Linked DNA regions of Rattus norvegicus: region 2 is linked to region 1. The links are chromatin contacts, called in public Hi-C maps. All regions are on one chromosome and are shown on one strand. Each heading gives the region's core, a stretch centred on a gene start, on an enhancer-like site or on the middle of the called end of the contact. The rest is flanking DNA. Distances are from core to core; before and after follow the strand shown. Region 1 has its middle 23 kb from the start of Trnap-agg35. Region 2 has its middle 440 kb from the start of Trnap-agg35.

What was found. A called contact is a pair of places that touch in the nucleus more often than the background predicts.
Region 2: a contact with region 1 is called in a Hi-C map of Schwann cells, with 8 times the contacts expected there. The contact joins two enhancer-like sites. A contact is called at or near these places in 1 of 12 Hi-C or Micro-C datasets (Schwann cells) and 1 of 1 datasets of contacts at active chromatin or transcription factors (oligodendrocytes).

What each region holds. Positions count from the first base shown.
Region 1 is chr20:42,498,726-42,503,882 of GRCr8, forward strand. No RefSeq gene overlaps it. Among named protein-coding and RNA genes, the nearest start is that of Trnap-agg35, 23 kb to the left of the region's middle. Within about 2 kb of position 2,491, at least 2 of the 93 cell types and tissues checked have an H3K27ac peak or open chromatin away from gene starts, as enhancers often do. A contact at or near this core is called in Schwann cells, where this site is marked.
Region 2 is chr20:42,913,350-42,918,506 of GRCr8, forward strand. No RefSeq gene overlaps it. Among named protein-coding and RNA genes, the nearest start is that of Trnap-agg35, 440 kb to the left of the region's middle. Within about 2 kb of position 2,937, at least 3 of the 93 cell types and tissues checked have an H3K27ac peak or open chromatin away from gene starts, as enhancers often do. A contact at or near this core is called in Schwann cells, where this site is marked.

The DNA of each region.
Region 1 (5,157 bases), core at 1,241-3,740:
TATAATACGGGTGTCTTAGAGTTTCCATTGCTGTGAAGAGACACCATGACCAAGGCAAGTCTTATTAAAAGAAAAGAAAAAACAAAAACAAAAAAAAAACCCAAAAAAACAAACAAACAAAAAAACACAAAACATTTAGTTGGGGTTGGCTTACAGTTTCAGAGGCTCAGTCCATTATCATCCTGGCAGGAAGTATGGTAGACTGCCATCAGACATGTTGCTGTAGGAGCTTAAAGTTCTACATCTTTGTCCATAGGCAACCATGTGGAGACTGTGTTTTGAAGGTAACCAGGACCAGGCTCTCTTTTCCATACTGGTCAGAGCTCGAGCATAAGACCTCAAACCTCCCCATCCCCCCCCAGTGACACCCATCTTCCAAACAAAGCCAAATCTACTCCAACATTGCCATACCTCCTAATAAAGTAACTCCATCGGCCAAGCATATACAAACCACCACAAAGAGCAAATTTCCAAACAAACTCCTACATGGACACTTGGGGTCAAACTCAGGTCTTCACGCTTACAGGCAAGAACTTTAAGCACAACTCCCTCTTCCCAGCACTCATGCCCTCAACTTTTTAGTGAGTTCATCCTTGTAGAGTCAGTTACAAAGATGTACAGTGTGGAGGCTGGAAAACAATATAGTATTAATTTGACAACATATACAAGGACAGAAATGTGTATCTTATCAAAATAGCCTACCTGACACCAAGACATAACTTTAGCCTATACAGTTTTAGGGACTGTAGTCTGAATAATAAATGAAATAATTTTCTGCAATGTAGAATTCTGAGTCTCTTCTGGATTTCAAAGGAGAACTCCTAGAAAGTTGTGTCTGCAGAGACCAATCAACTGATTAGAACATCAGTACTATGGAGAGATTTGAATGTTACAGGTCCAGAGGCTAATTACCTCATCTTCAGTTAACTTCATCCCCACCCCTCAACAGCTGTCCTTGCCTGCCACTGTGTCAGAACCAACATTCTGTGACTACCAGATAAAAGCCTTTGGAAATTATTAATTTAGCAGATCCACTACCTTCTACCAAACCCAAAGATAAGAGCATTAGGAGATAACATCTTTGGCCTATAAAATAAGCTTCCTCAATCTTGGTGTAACCACATCTCAGATATACCCACCAATGTATTTTAAACCTTCCCTGATTTATGACTTTCATTGTTCTGAAAAACTAGAAAACTTCATATAATGGCTTCCATATTAGAACATGAAATTTGGGGTATCTTAAGCTGTGTTTCTGGGCCCTGGTCACTAAAAATGGATCCAGAAGGAACTAGCTTTTATTCTTTTTATGATGGAAGATTGTTTTATGAGTTGACAAGACCAAAGACAAATTTTCAAATAAATTGAAAAATTATTTTTAAAGGTGAGAATTGATTATTGATATTAGCTCCCCAATGAAGCAAACGCTATTGCCATAGCATGTTAAGAAGTGCGCATGTCTGTCCTCTGACTCATGAAGGAATTCAATATGTTCTGGTGAACAAGTTCAGTTATAGTGGGGGACTATGGCTATCACACTCTGGCGACGCCTCAGTAAGAAGACAGAAATTAAGAAACTTCTATCTCTTTAAAAAAGAATGGACCATTTTGCCCCCAGAGGATGCAAGTCGAACAGGTCTTTGTGTTTTCACTCAGAATTTTATTTCTGTTCTCACACCCCACCCTCCTTTACATGAATATTAAGGACTGAGGCTTTATCAACAGGCATTTGGTTGTGGGGGATGAAGGGGTAAAGGGAAAACTGTTCTGTATGGCTTTTCATATGTTAATGGTTGATTCCATGGCAACCATTGACAAAAAGAAGGGCTGGGGACAAAAGGGGCTGCAGGAGAGAGGATGGGGCTCTTTCAGGGGCTAGTAAGAATAACAGCCCAGACCCTCTCCTCTGAAAGATATCTGATGGCCAGGCCTCAAAGAACTTTGTCTTTACAGTGCAGAGTCGGTATGTAATTAATGCAGAGTTTTATGAGTCCAAATTTCACCCTCAACGATGCTTCCCCTTTAAAAGGTGGTGAATAAGAACCTGAAACCAAGAGGATGCTTCAAATCACTGCTCCCACTGGGACCTGCAATGGAGTCTATCCAGGGGATACACTAGACTATCGGTTCTCAGCATCAGACATTTCAGTTTTGAGTTAAAAGGTCAAGGGCTTTTATCTTTTAGTACAAGAAGGCTTTTAAAGCTGGTCGACTAAGAGAAACCACAGTGGGAACGGCTGCACTCTCTCTCACATGCATCCTTTGAACACTATTGTCCCTGATGACTGTTGAAACGGTACAGGACACAGACAAGAGCAGGTCAGAGGACACAGCGGACACTGGTGGCATTCCATTCCTTGCCTTCCTTGACCGATGAAAAGAATTCCTGGCTGCCTAGCTCTCCTTCCAGAAACATGAGGTGACTTCCTCACATCAGAGTCTGGTAGTGTTAAGCACTGCTAAGTCTTCATGTGAACTTCAGTGGTTTATACATATGAATTAGCTGTTGTATCATGGCAGCACAACACACTCTTTCTAGCCCTTTCTCAACTACTATAAAGCATTACATTCAGTAATAATGCTGACTTTACCAATTTTCTATCCTGCCTTGTTTTCTCTCATGTGTATTCCTCAGTCTTTGATTGAATTATATTGAATTCTTCTCTCTCTCTCTCTCTCTCTCTCTCTCTCTCTCTCTCTCTCTCTCTCTGTCTCTCTCCCTCTTTGTCTCCTTTAAATAGTTGCCAGAACTGTGATAAACAGCCACCAGTAGCTGTGATACAGTGTTTTCTCTGTTTGGATGGACACAAGGGCTTTTTTTTTATTATCACAATGGAATGCTTATGGAATTGCATGTTTCAAAAGACACTAACATGAAAATACAACTTCATTCAATGTCAGGTTACAATGATGAATAGCAAGGCTGCAATGAGTACAGAAAGAATGCCCAATTTGCTTTCAAAGTACTGGCTTTGCCTTCCTTTCAGTGGTTATAAAATGTAATTCATGTGGTTTTTGTTTTTCTCATAAGCTTTATGAACTTAGTCCCACTTTCATGCTATTCATAACTGTGGCGGGGTGGAAAGAACAGAGATAGTGTGGCTACCAGGAATCCCAATTTGAGATCTGACAACATTTTTACCAATATTATATTATAAATAGTGTCCTCTAAAATGATCTTGTTTTCAAATGCATATTTTGCTTGGTATTTGCTGGGCACAATTTGACTTCTTCTGATATTTTGGCAATCACATTGAATAATTTATCTATTCATCAAAAGTTTTGGAAGTGCTTTTGTAGACTAGGACTTGGCCAGTATATGATATGACTGGTCCTCATGGAAATGTAGCTTAGAATATATGGATAATTGTGTTGGTAAAGAATTTTAGCTTTAGTCATTTTTTAGTGTCTGATTGCTTCTGAAATTAAGACTTGAGGTTTAAAAAACCACATGGGATGAGAGATCAAAACAAACAAACGAACGAATGAACAAGCATGAAGGAAAGAGATCTGGTTAGATAAAATCCATTCAAAACAGGGAAAGAAATCATGATCAATGTAGGGAATAGGCAAATTTAGGCACACTTCATCCGACCTCATTACGATGCTGGATGACAAACATTCTGCAAGTGCATTTTCCCCAAAGTTTGGGGGTACACAAGAGCAAAAGTAACATGAAGCCTATGATGAGCAAAGCTTCCCTGACTTGTTTTAAACAACAAGAGAAGCCCTGAGCACCCCCTCCTCCCCACATCCTCCCCAGATCTGTGAACGGGTACATGGGGACACAACCGACACATTCTTAAAACAAATACAACCTCAAGTCTTCAATAAATGCCTTATATATTTTTTTCCCATGGCAAACTAAGACAGCTGATGACAAGTCCTCATCCCTGACCAGGGACCTTCTCTAAGGAAAGGGAACAGTCATACTTGGCTTGCCTCCAACAGCTGTGCTTGGTGTCCTCTCCCTGTTGAAAGCACACCCACCACATACCCTCACATACAGTTGCCAACATTAAAGGCCACGACTAATTGGTTTGGGGAAAGGAGGGACAAATGTCTCAAGAGTAACCACTGTTTACAGACTGGCTAGTGGTGGGCAACACCATCTGATTTGAAAAACTTGCCTTAGAAAAGATACCTGAAGTCTAGGGGACACTATCAGATGAGCTTTTTAGGATGTTTAAATACAAGAGGTACACAGAAGGAGGCAAGTACTTGGAAGTGTGAGCAGAACCTGAAGGCCAGAGAGGGAAAAGTCACCTTGCAATGGCCAAAAGGTCCCCAGGACAAAAGAAAAAGAATGCATAGAGCCAAGGATGGAATGATTTCTCCTCCGCCAGATGTGGCACTTGCTTGTACTCTTCAGTCCCTGGGAAGTTGAAGCAGGTGTATCATGACTTTTGGGCTAGCCTGGGCTGTATGCAAGATTCTGTCTCAAAAAAAAAAAATCACCAAAACAACAGCAGCAGGCAGAGGTGGGAGATTGGGGAAGTGTGGGGTGGGGGTTGAGGGTTGAGTGAGTTAGGGAGGTGGGGGTATGATCCTGCTGCAAGGTAGGAGTAGGACAGTGTGAACCACAAGAACTGACAGCCATAGCGACCGCCTCTGGAGCCCCGCTCCACTGTTACTCTGTTCTTCCAGACTTGAACCGACCAGAGAGAATTGTTGATTTTTCACAGTCAAAACAAGCTAAAAGTGCCACCCAGGAAGAGAAACCCTGCAAGGGTTCAAAGAGGACAGTACAAAGAGGTCTCCTCAGGTGCTCTGGCTTCATCCAAAATAAACCTTGTCACGGGTATGCATCAGAGGAACTGTACATCTTTTCAACTGATCACCTATGAGTATTATCTTTATTTGAATAGAAAAATCTTTGTAAGAAAAAAAAACCCGGGCTTATATTCTTCAAGGAGAAGAGAGTGCAAAGGTCTCCTGTATTATGAAGGTCCAAATGGTTTGCCAGTCAATGAAGACAAGACAAGAGGCATGTCTACCAAGAAAATTGTATGTCTTCCTTGTGTGTAGGTGAACTTGTGAACAGATGGTTGGCTGTACAATAAATGAAAAGAAAGTAAGCTCCCAGTACTTATCCAAAACAATAGACAATAGGAGCCTACTGTAAACTCCTAAGTTAGGATCAAGTCTTTATTCATT
Region 2 (5,157 bases), core at 1,687-4,186, 420 kb after region 1:
CTTAAGATCGGAATTATATTCCTAGACACTGTGGTTTGTCTTCCCTTTTGAATTCTGAGGGATTATTGTAATTTTTCAGAGAAGAAATGAATTTGTTTTTCAGTTCTTCAGTTAGCTAGGTTGTTAAGAAATAGTGCTGGGACCTTCACTGTCAGGGCAGGATGGTGAAGAAGAAGCAGCGTCCACCCTAATACCTGATGTTTTATTTTATGCTCTGTGACACGGACACGACACACCGTTTATGGAATTCCCAGTGTGTTTCTCATACAGAGAAGGGTGCAGCCAGGAAAAATTGAGATAGCTGGGGGATTAGCAACTTAAAACCTTCACTGTGTCGCCGCAGCCAAAGCACATGGACTTGTGGCTTTTTGCATGTGCTTCAAGATAAACTTGGAGACCATTCCCAAGAGCCTCACAGTGAAATGCTTCCAGAAGGTTCCAGTCCAGCAGCATTGTCAGCAAATGCCTCCTATTCCATCATTCCCTGATAATTTTAATGCCAAATTCCAAGCACCTGGGACATTCCAAAGGGTTAAGATGAAACCCTTTTTGGCTTAGAATTATTTTAACCATCTTAGGAAGAATTATCCTTCCTGAGAAACATGAACCCTAGAAGGATCCAGATTTGTCCAGATTTGTTTTTTTTTTTTTTTTTCTATAAGGCCATGCCCACACAGTTAATTGTGGCAGGAAAATAAATTAATTACTTAAAGAAAAATCTCCCATAATGCATTTTAACAATCCGTGGTCACCCATACTAAAGAGGCTTTAAATGCTTAATAGAAATTCTAGTGAAGCTTCGGGTAGTCGGCTCCCCCACTTTCTGGAACTGTAATTTAAAATGTTTTCCATTCAATTCACATCTGTAATTTTTTTCCCTTTCCTTTCTCAGCAGATGGCCTACTTCACAGAAAGTTAAAATAGAAACCATGATAGTTAACTACCTCAACTTCCTGCTGCCACATCCACAGTCTATCTCCGTGAACCTCTTCCTGGCCTCCTCCCCTTCTGGCTTGAAATAGGAAGCATCTTTGACTTGATTTTTGTATGCATTTTCTTGACATAGTCTCCCTGAAACCAAGCTGGGGTCTATCTAGCAAAGCTTTGTGATCGTCTCCTAGATTCCAGCCAAGGGTTTCATATTAATACATTAGTCATGTCTTCCATTTTTCCCCCAGTCATAATGAAAATGAATAGGCAAATCGTAAATGAGATTATCATTGTATAGCAAACTGTCTACTGTGGGTAACTCCTCCACCAAACAGGTAACTGTATTCAGAAGTAGAAGCTTTAAAGGTAGCACGAAGTTAAAATGAAGGGGGGCGGGGCCCTAATCTACTATCATCAACATTCTTACACAAAAAGATTAGGGCAAAACACACACAAAAGAAAGATCACCTACAGACACAGAGAGGCGACAGCCACCCTCAAGCTAAGCAGAGAGGCCTTGAAGGAAGCTAACTCTTTTGTGATCATAGACATCTAATCCTCCAAACCAGGCAAAGATATATTTCCAATCACTGAGCTGTTCTGTTTATGACATTTTGTTCTAACAAACGCATACTTCCAATGGTGTTTTAACTGCGTCAAGACAGAACTGTAATGTAGTGAAGAATCAGCATGCGCCCCTGGGCCCTTACATTTTTCTCTTTCTTTCTGGGCTACTTTCTGACTCTTTTCATGCAGCCCCATTGTCTATCAGTTAGGCAAATATAATGTGATTCTCTTCATATTTCTGCTCTATGAAATGGTCCATCCTGCTAATATTACTTATCCACCAATCAATATCACCTTCAAAACTTAGCTTAAACTCACTCTCCGGGAAGCCATCCTTGTTCCCTAAGTCTGGTGATCAAGGGAGTCTATGGCATTTTTGGGCATAGTCTTTCATAAGATTCAAAACTTGTTTCTACTTGAGAGCTGTTACTAATACAATTGATCAGTATATGTTGTCCACACATTGTCTGTCACCTCATGAGTCGTTTGTTGCATTTACTGCTCTGTCTGCAACCCTTGCTCTATCTGGTCAAGTCTTGGTGTTTTGATTGTGTTTTACTGAACCATCACAATGAAGAGGTTCACCGTAGGATCATGACCTTGCTGGTAAATATGTAAGTTTATATAGATGGCTTTAGAAGCACTCTTAGAAAAACTTCTAGTTATTAGCAAAATCCAATTAGATAAGTAACTTTTAACTGAATCTGAAGTAATTACTTGTAGGAAAAGAAATGTTACTTATTCAACTCAGTTTATCAAAGACACTGGTTTATTTTATTTCCTCAATCAAATTTGCTAAACAGAATTTGTTGGACTCTGGTGCACACCAGACTGACTTTATTTAGAGACATGGATGAAAGAATTCTATAAAAAGATGACTGCATTGTATCTTACATTAGCAATTTTCAATCTTGACAGAAATAGTTTGAATGTACTTGAGACTAAGCAGCATCATATAATATTTGGCTCTGTGTGCATTTCTCTCTGGTAACAGGGTTTGTTACAGCTCTTGTTTATGCCTTGTTCATACCAAAGGATGGAGTCCTTCTTAAAAATCAAAAATGATGGGGGTGGGGGGTTCCAGTCCCATGTGAGCAATTAGGAGGCAGGGATGGTGAAGGCACTTTTACTGTTAGGGCTCATTTTAAGGGAAAATTAGAGTTGCTCAGAGAGACCTTTTTATATGTGTACCAGGCTCTTCTGGTCTTGAGGAACGTGGTGTGACACTGGGACATTGCTAAAGAAGCTTTCGGTAAATGCTTTCATGATAGGCACAACGGTGCCATCTATTCATTACTGGTAGTCCTTATGCAGTTGACTGTTCCTGAGTAGGCTAAGGACAAAACTCGCAATGTAGCTTGGCCATCATTTGCACATTTATTTACATGTCAAGGCTTTTGTTCAGATTGTGACTGAAGCCCATTTGTAGAGTCAGGCATAACGAAGTGGGACTCATTGAGATTCACTTCAGGACATAGCCTAACAAACAGGATCTTCATTCTGAGCTTATCCAAATGCGCGTAATTTGGTAAATTACTCATTTTATCTGAATGCATTAGTCATCATTTATGAATGTCACTGAGAATGAATGGACTTCCCTCAAAGCTCAATAGAAAATTTCATCATGCTGCAAATGCCTGCAAATGTCTGCTGTTTTTCCATGACATATTTTTTTTTTCTGTTGCATTTTGAATTTTGAAACTGTAAGCCAAATTAGCATCAATAAAATAAAGAATCCTATCTTATTAACTAATGGATCTTTATAAAATATTGTTCTTTGGATAAATGTGGGTAGCAGTCATATCACAGTGCAGTAAAATGCAGTACTCTTGGTGATCTTCAGATTCCTAATTTGCTATTGAGAGATAGAGAAATCTTCATAATGATCAACACAAATAGCTCTTAGTAAGAAGACAAAATCTGTCTTTAGGCAGACAGTAAGACAATGCCTCACTAGTAAACCTTGAAGAAATCATGTGTGTGTGTGTGTGTGTGTGTGTGTGTGTGTAGTGATGATAGATGTTTATTGAATATATTGATTAATTTAAAAAAAAACAGAGGGGGGAAAACCTTGAACAGAAATACTAAACTTAGCTGCAGCTATGGAAGGACTATCTTCATGTCATTAATTTATCTAGGTTTCTAAGGCCTATTAGAAACCTGGATTTAATTATATTTCTTCAAATGTTTAAATACTGATAATTGATTTTAATTAAAATCATGCTAAATCCAAACAAGCTATACATATAACATTATAAAAAATACTCATACCTAATGATGAGTAATAGCTATATAAAACACCTTCACATGTATGTAAGATACTCGGAAGAAATGTCTTCTGTGAGCCAAAGACTCCTTTCTTCTGCATGTACAGTTGATGAATCTTCTTGTTTTAAGGGTTCTATTCAACCCATCATACTCCCTATCCATGCTATCAACACAACTCTGAGGACTGGATACATCCTCAAGACCCCTGCCCCTTTAGCTTTCTGTTCATAAAAATAAGCCTTTCAGTTTATGCATGCACTGGAATACTGTGTGAGTTAAAGGATGTATTAAAAGCATTTTTAGGTAAGTGGCAGCATTGTTCAGGATGGGCACACACTCATGAAAGTTATGGTCGAGAGGGGAAATCTCTATGAGAGCAGAAAATCTGCAATAATGGTTCTGATTTTTGCTTACCCTAGTGAAACAGAAAAAAGGGGGAAGGCTGGAAAATTTTCATAACACCCCTCACCTGGCTTTAAACCCCAGAGCATCAGGGAGCATGGTGTTGTCTTGATATTGAGTGGCGTAATGGTAATGATGTAAATTCAGTGCTTACATGACTTAACACTTAAGAGTAAGGCCTTTGGCAGAGATGTCTTCCAGATATGTTACTATGTTCCCTCAGGTTTCTCTCTTTGTGATCCCACCCTACCCCAAAAACTTTTCTGGTTAGAAGAGGCTATTCTGTCTGTCTGTTCTCCCAAATTCTTACCTATCCTCTCTTCCTTTAGCCACTCAGCCTTGAGACTTTGGAAGTCAACTCCAAAGCTCTTTCTTTAGGTTCACACTTTTTTTCCATGCATTTCTACTCTCTCTTCTGTGCTATCCCATTGCTGTGAACACCTGGATTGGGCAACTGGGTTAGAAAGAAGAAAGAAGGTTAAATTTCAAGATATGAAAATCAATAGTGTCTTAAACCTTTTGTCCTGGTCCACAAATGAATGTTAAACTATTAAAAATTTGCTTTTATCCACTTCTAAATGTAGAGAAGAAACAGTTTAAGTTTATGAAAGAAAATTACATACTTGGAGTTAACATTATATATTCAAAATAAAATGCCATTAGAATTCATAACACCATTGTATACTTCTCAAGAGTGTGGAGGTACAGACAGTTTTCATCTGGACATCTTCTGCTCCCAAAGCAGAAGCAGAGGAGAAAAGGCCTTGAAAATCCTCAGGGAGTCGACCTTCTGAACTTATATTAATTATGGGTATGAAGAATATTACAAAATAAGGGGCACTTTTGAGTCAATGATTAGTGAACTCTGTGTAACATGCATGTTGTGTCAGGACTGACCACCCCAGACAAAGAAGACTTTCTTTAATTGCCGAAGAATACACATTTGGACCTCCTGTTTTCTAACACACACACACACACACACACACACAC